Regions from separate parts of the Danio rerio genome. Here region 2 is linked to region 1. Evidence: chromatin contacts called from public HiChIP or PLAC-seq data. All regions are on one chromosome and are shown on one strand. The core of a region is the stretch at or near the end of the contact, and the rest is flanking DNA. Distances in the headings are between cores, read along the strand shown.

Region 1 (3,050 bases), core at 197-2,696:
TTTGTTTGCCACTGTGCTAAAAGCCAAGGAACTTTTTTTTTGTGCAACCCATCCCAGGATTTTTTTTTTTGTGTTACTGTTTTTGGTAGTGTTAAATTTGTAAAAAAGAATTGGACACCATGCCTCTTTGAGATGCAAGATGGGTTTGCTTTGAATTTGAAATGTAAAAAGTTCATAATTTAAGCATGCTTTGCATTCAGTGGCTAATATTGGATATTTTTGCTTTTTTCAGTCCAGCAATTATTTATAATGTCAGTATTTTGGCAAAAGTAGTTTTCACCGACACACAGATGTAAATTTCACTGTCTTGATGAAAACCTGCATAATTACAAATGAATAAATGACATGGTATAGGTAATCTAATGTTATTGCCATAAATGCTCACCCTGCCAAATCATTGCGGTGACTGCTGCCCAACACTTACTTTTAATGTTACAAATACATCTGTTGGGTGTTTCTGGTAAAGACTGAAAGCAATTATGACTGTTGTCAGGTGTGTTTCAAAATGCTGAGCCTCAAACCTAATTTTGCGGCAGTCATCTTCCAAAAATATCCAAAATGGAGTATAAATTCCTCTGCATACATTATATTAATTGTTGAATGGGTTGCTTGGGCTGTAATGCAATTTTTTTTCTGTATTACGAGACACCTTTATGCTTCTTTGTTTTAAAATCAAGACACTGAAAGTCCTCCAGAACTATTTTTGATGATCATCATGTAAGGTTTGTGAAGTCTATCATCCTGGAGCTGAATCATGTACTTTGGGATGTTTCTGTTTGTGTGCTGTATTTCAGTTTTAGCTCCTTTTCCAGAGGAAAAATGTTGCATCATTGAAATTGTGAGCATGTGTAGAATATTTGATCATTTGGCGACGTGTCTGTCATGTCAGATAATATAGCAATACCACAAAGTTTGGTGTTTAACAAAAATCTGTAATATGTGAACGGGATGTGTTTCATGCTAAGATGCATTAGCCGGTCGACTTAATTCTTACAATTCAGCAGTGGTTTGAAACTTTGAAAGTCTTACATTCTTCTATGTCAATCAGACTTCTTATAATACTGAAATAACAGTGGATGAATCTAAACAAAAGGAGACATAATTACATTTTCAAATAGCAAAGTTTCTAAAAACAAATAAAACAAACAACGGAGTCAACGAATGTTCATTCCTATATTCTCAGACCAACAAATGTTATTCAGTCCAAACAAACATCCAGCATGGACACCATCTTTATTTCAGCAGAGGTTTTGTTTCTCCCAGGCCTCAGTGCACCATGGTTTCCACTGAAGCTCTGTGAAGTTGTGAATGGTCACCAGTCCCCTGGCAGTTGCATGTGCACCGGGATCATGCTTTATGTCAGTGGGCCTGAACTTTGTCACTCAGCTGTTTTGGGTGGGGGAGACAAAGGGGCAGAGATATAATGGCCCCGTTCTCTCTGCACGCACATCCATTGTGCTAACCGCTTGGAAACGCTCCACCATGGAGTGGCTTTTCATTGCCCTGGCAACCTATTTGCTAGCCCTCTGTCCTGTCGAAGGTAAGTGCTAGAAGCATCAAGAGCTAGTAAGATAAGCTGGAGCGCAGGGCTTATGTTACATGTTGAGATTGACCTGGGATGCAGGGAGTTGATATTGATCAAGAAGTTAAAGGTCTATGTGTATCTATGGATCAATAGAGGCTGGCCTGTGTCACATTTCGATTCTGAAGTCTAGAGGACTCATGGATTTTAATGTTTTCCCCAAGGAGACGAGTGGAGGCTGGAATATGAAGAAGGACTCAGTCACTACAGTGAGGAAGCTCTTAGGAAGGTGTGTGTGTTTTTGTGCTTTGTCATGCCAGTATGCTTTTGAGTCTATGGATATAACCTTACATCACATTGTAAACATTTCACTGCTCTGGTTATGACTTGCCTAATATTTATGTTGTCAGGATGTGATGTCACACACAAAAAACATCAGTTTTTCGTGTTATTTTGTTACAGGAGTTTCCTGAGAAGACCAGGCCAATCAGTTTCAAACATCCACTTTTCATGTGTCCTGACATGAGCCCCTCCTCTTCTGTGCCCACCTCAGGTAGGCTGCTGTAGGGTCAGTGCTGTGCCCACATTGTGTGATGAATACAGACAATGTGTCAGTGAAGTCAATATGATAAAATGTGATTATACAAGCTGTCAGTGCTAGTCATGCAGGGGAAATTTTGAGGCGTTTTACCTTTGGCAATCATGTTTATCACTGATGAATGATAGGTCCAGTTGTAGCACAGGTAAATAGACAATGTGTAGATAAACATTTGCTCTATGATCATCTTTTTTGCTGTTCTAATCATCTAATTTCTGCTGTAGTTGAGCTGGTGAGAGCAGCAGATATAAAAGTGATTGCTGCTCTTGGAGATTCATTGACTGTGAGTGTGATAATTTACTCTTTATTTTTTATATTTCTTGCTGAATGTAACTCTAATTTGTTATCTGACAATCGAATTTATGCCACACTGTATTGTCATCACAGTCAATAGGCAAAATCCAGAAACCTAAAAGAGATGATCACCCAAAAATACAACCCTGTTGAAACAAACAGCATATGCTGCTGGTAAGGTAGTTTTTGACTCATGGCTGCTGGTTGAAGCTGGTTATTTGTTGGTCATGTACTGGTCAGAACCAGCTTAAACCGGCATTCATGTGTCAAAAACCTACTTTACCGGCACATGCTGAAATTTGCTGTTAGTTTATTCACCTTCCAGACATCCATGATTAAGGTGAGTATTTTTCTCTGAAAAATAAATGATTATTTTAAAATGATTACATCCTTGGTGATGATTATTAAGTAAATTTAAAGTTAGCGGACTTTAAGAGTCAAAAATAACACATAGGTAAAGCATAATTAAAACCATGTCTCCTGACAGTAAATTGCAAATGTAACAATAGGTCGATAAAAGAAACAGATCGTTGTTTACATTTCTATTAACTTTAATTCACAGCCTCAGTCTGTTCAAGACAATCTGAAGCATTTATGAGCTTCCTGACTGATAGGGCATGGGCACAAAATCACGTC
Region 2 (3,050 bases), core at 229-2,728, 84 kb after region 1:
CCCTTGCCTAACTGAGATCTCAACGCTTATATGCCCAAATGGTCTGTCCATTACTCGCCCATGCTGTCGATTATCAATGTAATGTTGATTGGCCACTTGGACAGCAACGAAACTTATTTGCCAAGACACACCCTTTCAGAGGCGGGATGTTAACTGCGGGATGTTAGCTAGAGGCAACGTTCATTCATTAATTCATTCATTCTATTGTGTCGTGCCAAAGTTGAAATGTTTCACAGGAACTATGTAAATGAAAGTAAGTGTAGACTTGTGATTGGACGTAATAAGTTTTTTATTATAAAAAACTTCTTTTATTGTGTTAATAAAACATTATACAGGCACATGGAGGGATCAATGACTGGGATGGATGCATGGGGCAGACGAATTGCTCCATTCAAGAATAAGCTAGAGTGACAACATTCATACTATATATTCTCAGTTAGACCCTCCTTCAATCTGAGAGAAATCATCCATTTCAAGTGCTTCAGTATAAAACTCATTTTTAGGTAAAATGGTAATTTTTTAATGTTCAGAAAATTTCTCATACTGTCTAATCTGTTTTCATGAAACATTATTCATTTGTATAATTGAAACCACAGTTTTCTTAGCTTTAAGTTAAGTTACCAAGCAAAGCTATTGTATCTCCCTAACAGACAGTTTAATCAGGATTGACAGAATTGGGACAGTTACAGCATGTTTTTATTACAATTCATTCTACTGGCATGTGCAGTTTTAATTGTATCACAGTTTTGGTGTAATTTTTTTTTTTAATTAATAATTACTTCATTAAATTCAAATGTCAAAGAAATAGCTGAATAAAGGTTCACTCTTGGTTTTCAGTAAAAATATATTTATTTATTCTCTATTAGGGCTAGGCCGATAAACGATAAAATTGATGTCAATAACAATATTCTGGACTTTTTTTTACTCTATATTGATATAAGAGCCAATCACACAGCTGTAATGTGCAACAATGGGTATTTAAAACTGTGTTGATATTAGAGATCTAAGTTACTCTAATTAGTTACATCTAATTTTTATGGCTTCAGTCATTGATGTATTAGCCTACTCCTTTAAATCTGAAACCATTGACAAAAAATATCAAAATATATATGGTTATCATTCAATATGGAAAATAATTAGCGAAACTGCATTTTTGCCATATCAACCAGACCTATCATAAACTGTGTTGTAAGTCTGTTTTTATACAGATAAACCAATCAGGACAAGTCATGATCCATAATATACCAGTGCTATTATATGACACAACACAAATTCAATTGCAAGCAAAATAAAAAATGGGGGTAAATGTTTAAAATCATTGTCCAAGGCAGTGTAATACTATACAGTAGTGGAGTGTTCATCGCAGTCTAGTTTGTACCACAGACATGCTCACGAGGGCGGTAAAGTCCTTTGCTAGGTTAATCATAAAGTCCTCGAAGATTCATGGGAACTTCCCGGATGTAGACATTCCAGGAAGTGAGTCCTATGACAACAACCCTGTGACAAACCGACGCTGTGTGCTTTGGCTTGAGGAACAAATTTTCTAGGAAACCGAGCAAAATGGATTGATCGTGTAATTACAGTAAGTAACAATGAGTGAAAACCATGTGGTAATCTATAGGACGGAGGCGTGTCGAGGTTTAATGACACACCAGTGCTGGTTAACAGCTTTGAGAAATCTCCAGATGGTGTGTGTGTGTGTTTGCGAGGTTATTGAGCTGGAAACACTTCCTCTTTGGAATATTTTTTCCAAATGTTTCCTGCTAGATTGTATTAATTAGTCTAGAAACTTGTTTCGTACAACTTTTAGGAAAGCTGTTTTTAATGTGCAATTAATTGTTCACCATTCGAGTTTCTGTTTACTTGTAGATTCAGTGAAAATTGTTTTCATTTTTATGTCCTGAAACCATTGATCACATGACTTCTATTCATACTGGGGCAAAATTGGTTTTATATTTGCACATTCAAACTTTCTCCCTAATATTATACTTTTAGAAAAGTATTCTTTGCAAATTCTAAACAGGAAACTCATATTAGCAGCCAGAGAATATCAAATTACATCATTGTGCAGAGCCAAGTAAATATTGCTGATTAACGTTAGGGATGCTTCGATAAGGATTTTTGCAGGCGATATTTAGTCCTAATTCCTTGTTATGGTGATCAGCCGATACAGAGTACAGATTCTAATGCTTTAAGCTTTTTAATAAGTATGATTCCTCTAAGTATGAACTTAATGAAAATAAATGAAGGATGCTGCATATAATACCTTAAACAATTCTCTTATAACTATTTAGGTATGAACATGTCATGGCCAGAAGCAGATTTACAGAAAATAATTCATTCATTCATTTTACTTCGGCTTATTCCCGTATTTGTCAGGGGTCGCCACAGCAGAATGTACCACCACAAAAATTAGTAATAAAAATGACAAACAATGCATTTTGGAAACACTGCAAATGATGAAAGGAGAATTCAACGTCTCAATCATGAAAAAGTTTGGAGCGGATATTTGATGCATAACAAGTTAAAATGCAGATCTAGAAAATCGAATACATCTTTACAATGAACAGAGGTCGCACCGCATCTCTGTGTATTTTAGTTGCTGTTAAAAGATCGCATCAGGCACCTCCTGTTGTGGCTGCTGTAGGCTATGCATAATATATAGGAGCGCATGTGCATCTACCTCTGCTTGTAAAGTCATAAACAAACCCCCTGCGATCAACTCTTGAGTAACTGGCAATTGCAGATCGAGTCATGAAATGTGATTATCTTTGGCCGATCGATCGGAGCATCCCTAGAGCTAATGCTGTTTTTGAAGTCATACTTCTATGCTATTTCTGACCGACTATTCAAAGTAAACAATATAGGAACTGTGTCACAAGTTATCACTGCACGAATATGTGAATATAAAACCAACTTTACCTCAGATTTGTCTTTGTTTTTCCCAGGGAAGAGCATGGAGAATGATGAATTTCCGTCAGCGGATGGGGTGGATTGGTGTCGGACTGTACTTGCTGGCCAGTGTCGCTGCAGTGTATTACATATTTGAG

What was found. HiChIP or PLAC-seq counts read pairs in DNA pulled down with a chosen protein or histone mark.
Region 2: a contact with region 1 is called in an H3K4me3 HiChIP or PLAC-seq map of gastrula embryo, with 3 times the contacts expected there. The contact joins the promoter of tmem251 here to the promoter of si:dkey-177p2.18 in region 1. A contact is called at or near these places in 2 of 4 datasets of contacts at active chromatin or transcription factors (embryo and gastrula embryo).

Annotation. Positions count from the first base shown.
Region 1 is chr20:29,721,763-29,724,812 of GRCz12tu, forward strand. si:dkey-177p2.18 reads left to right here and starts at 1,447. Exons shown (of 16, transcript XR_012395746.1): 1 at 1,447-1,540; 2 at 1,747-1,811; 3 at 1,985-2,075; 4 at 2,345-2,403. It overlaps sel1l (SEL1L adaptor subunit of SYVN1 ubiquitin ligase), which reads left to right. Exons shown (of 21, transcript NM_001045164.1): 21 at 1-358.
Region 2 is chr20:29,805,932-29,808,981 of GRCz12tu, forward strand. It overlaps tmem251 (transmembrane protein 251), which reads left to right and starts at 1,479. Exons shown (of 2, transcript NM_001033746.2): 1 at 1,479-1,582; 2 at 2,949-3,050. The coding sequence starts at 2,964. itpk1a (inositol-tetrakisphosphate 1-kinase a) reads right to left here and starts at 83. Exons shown (of 11, transcript NM_213017.1): 1 at 1-83.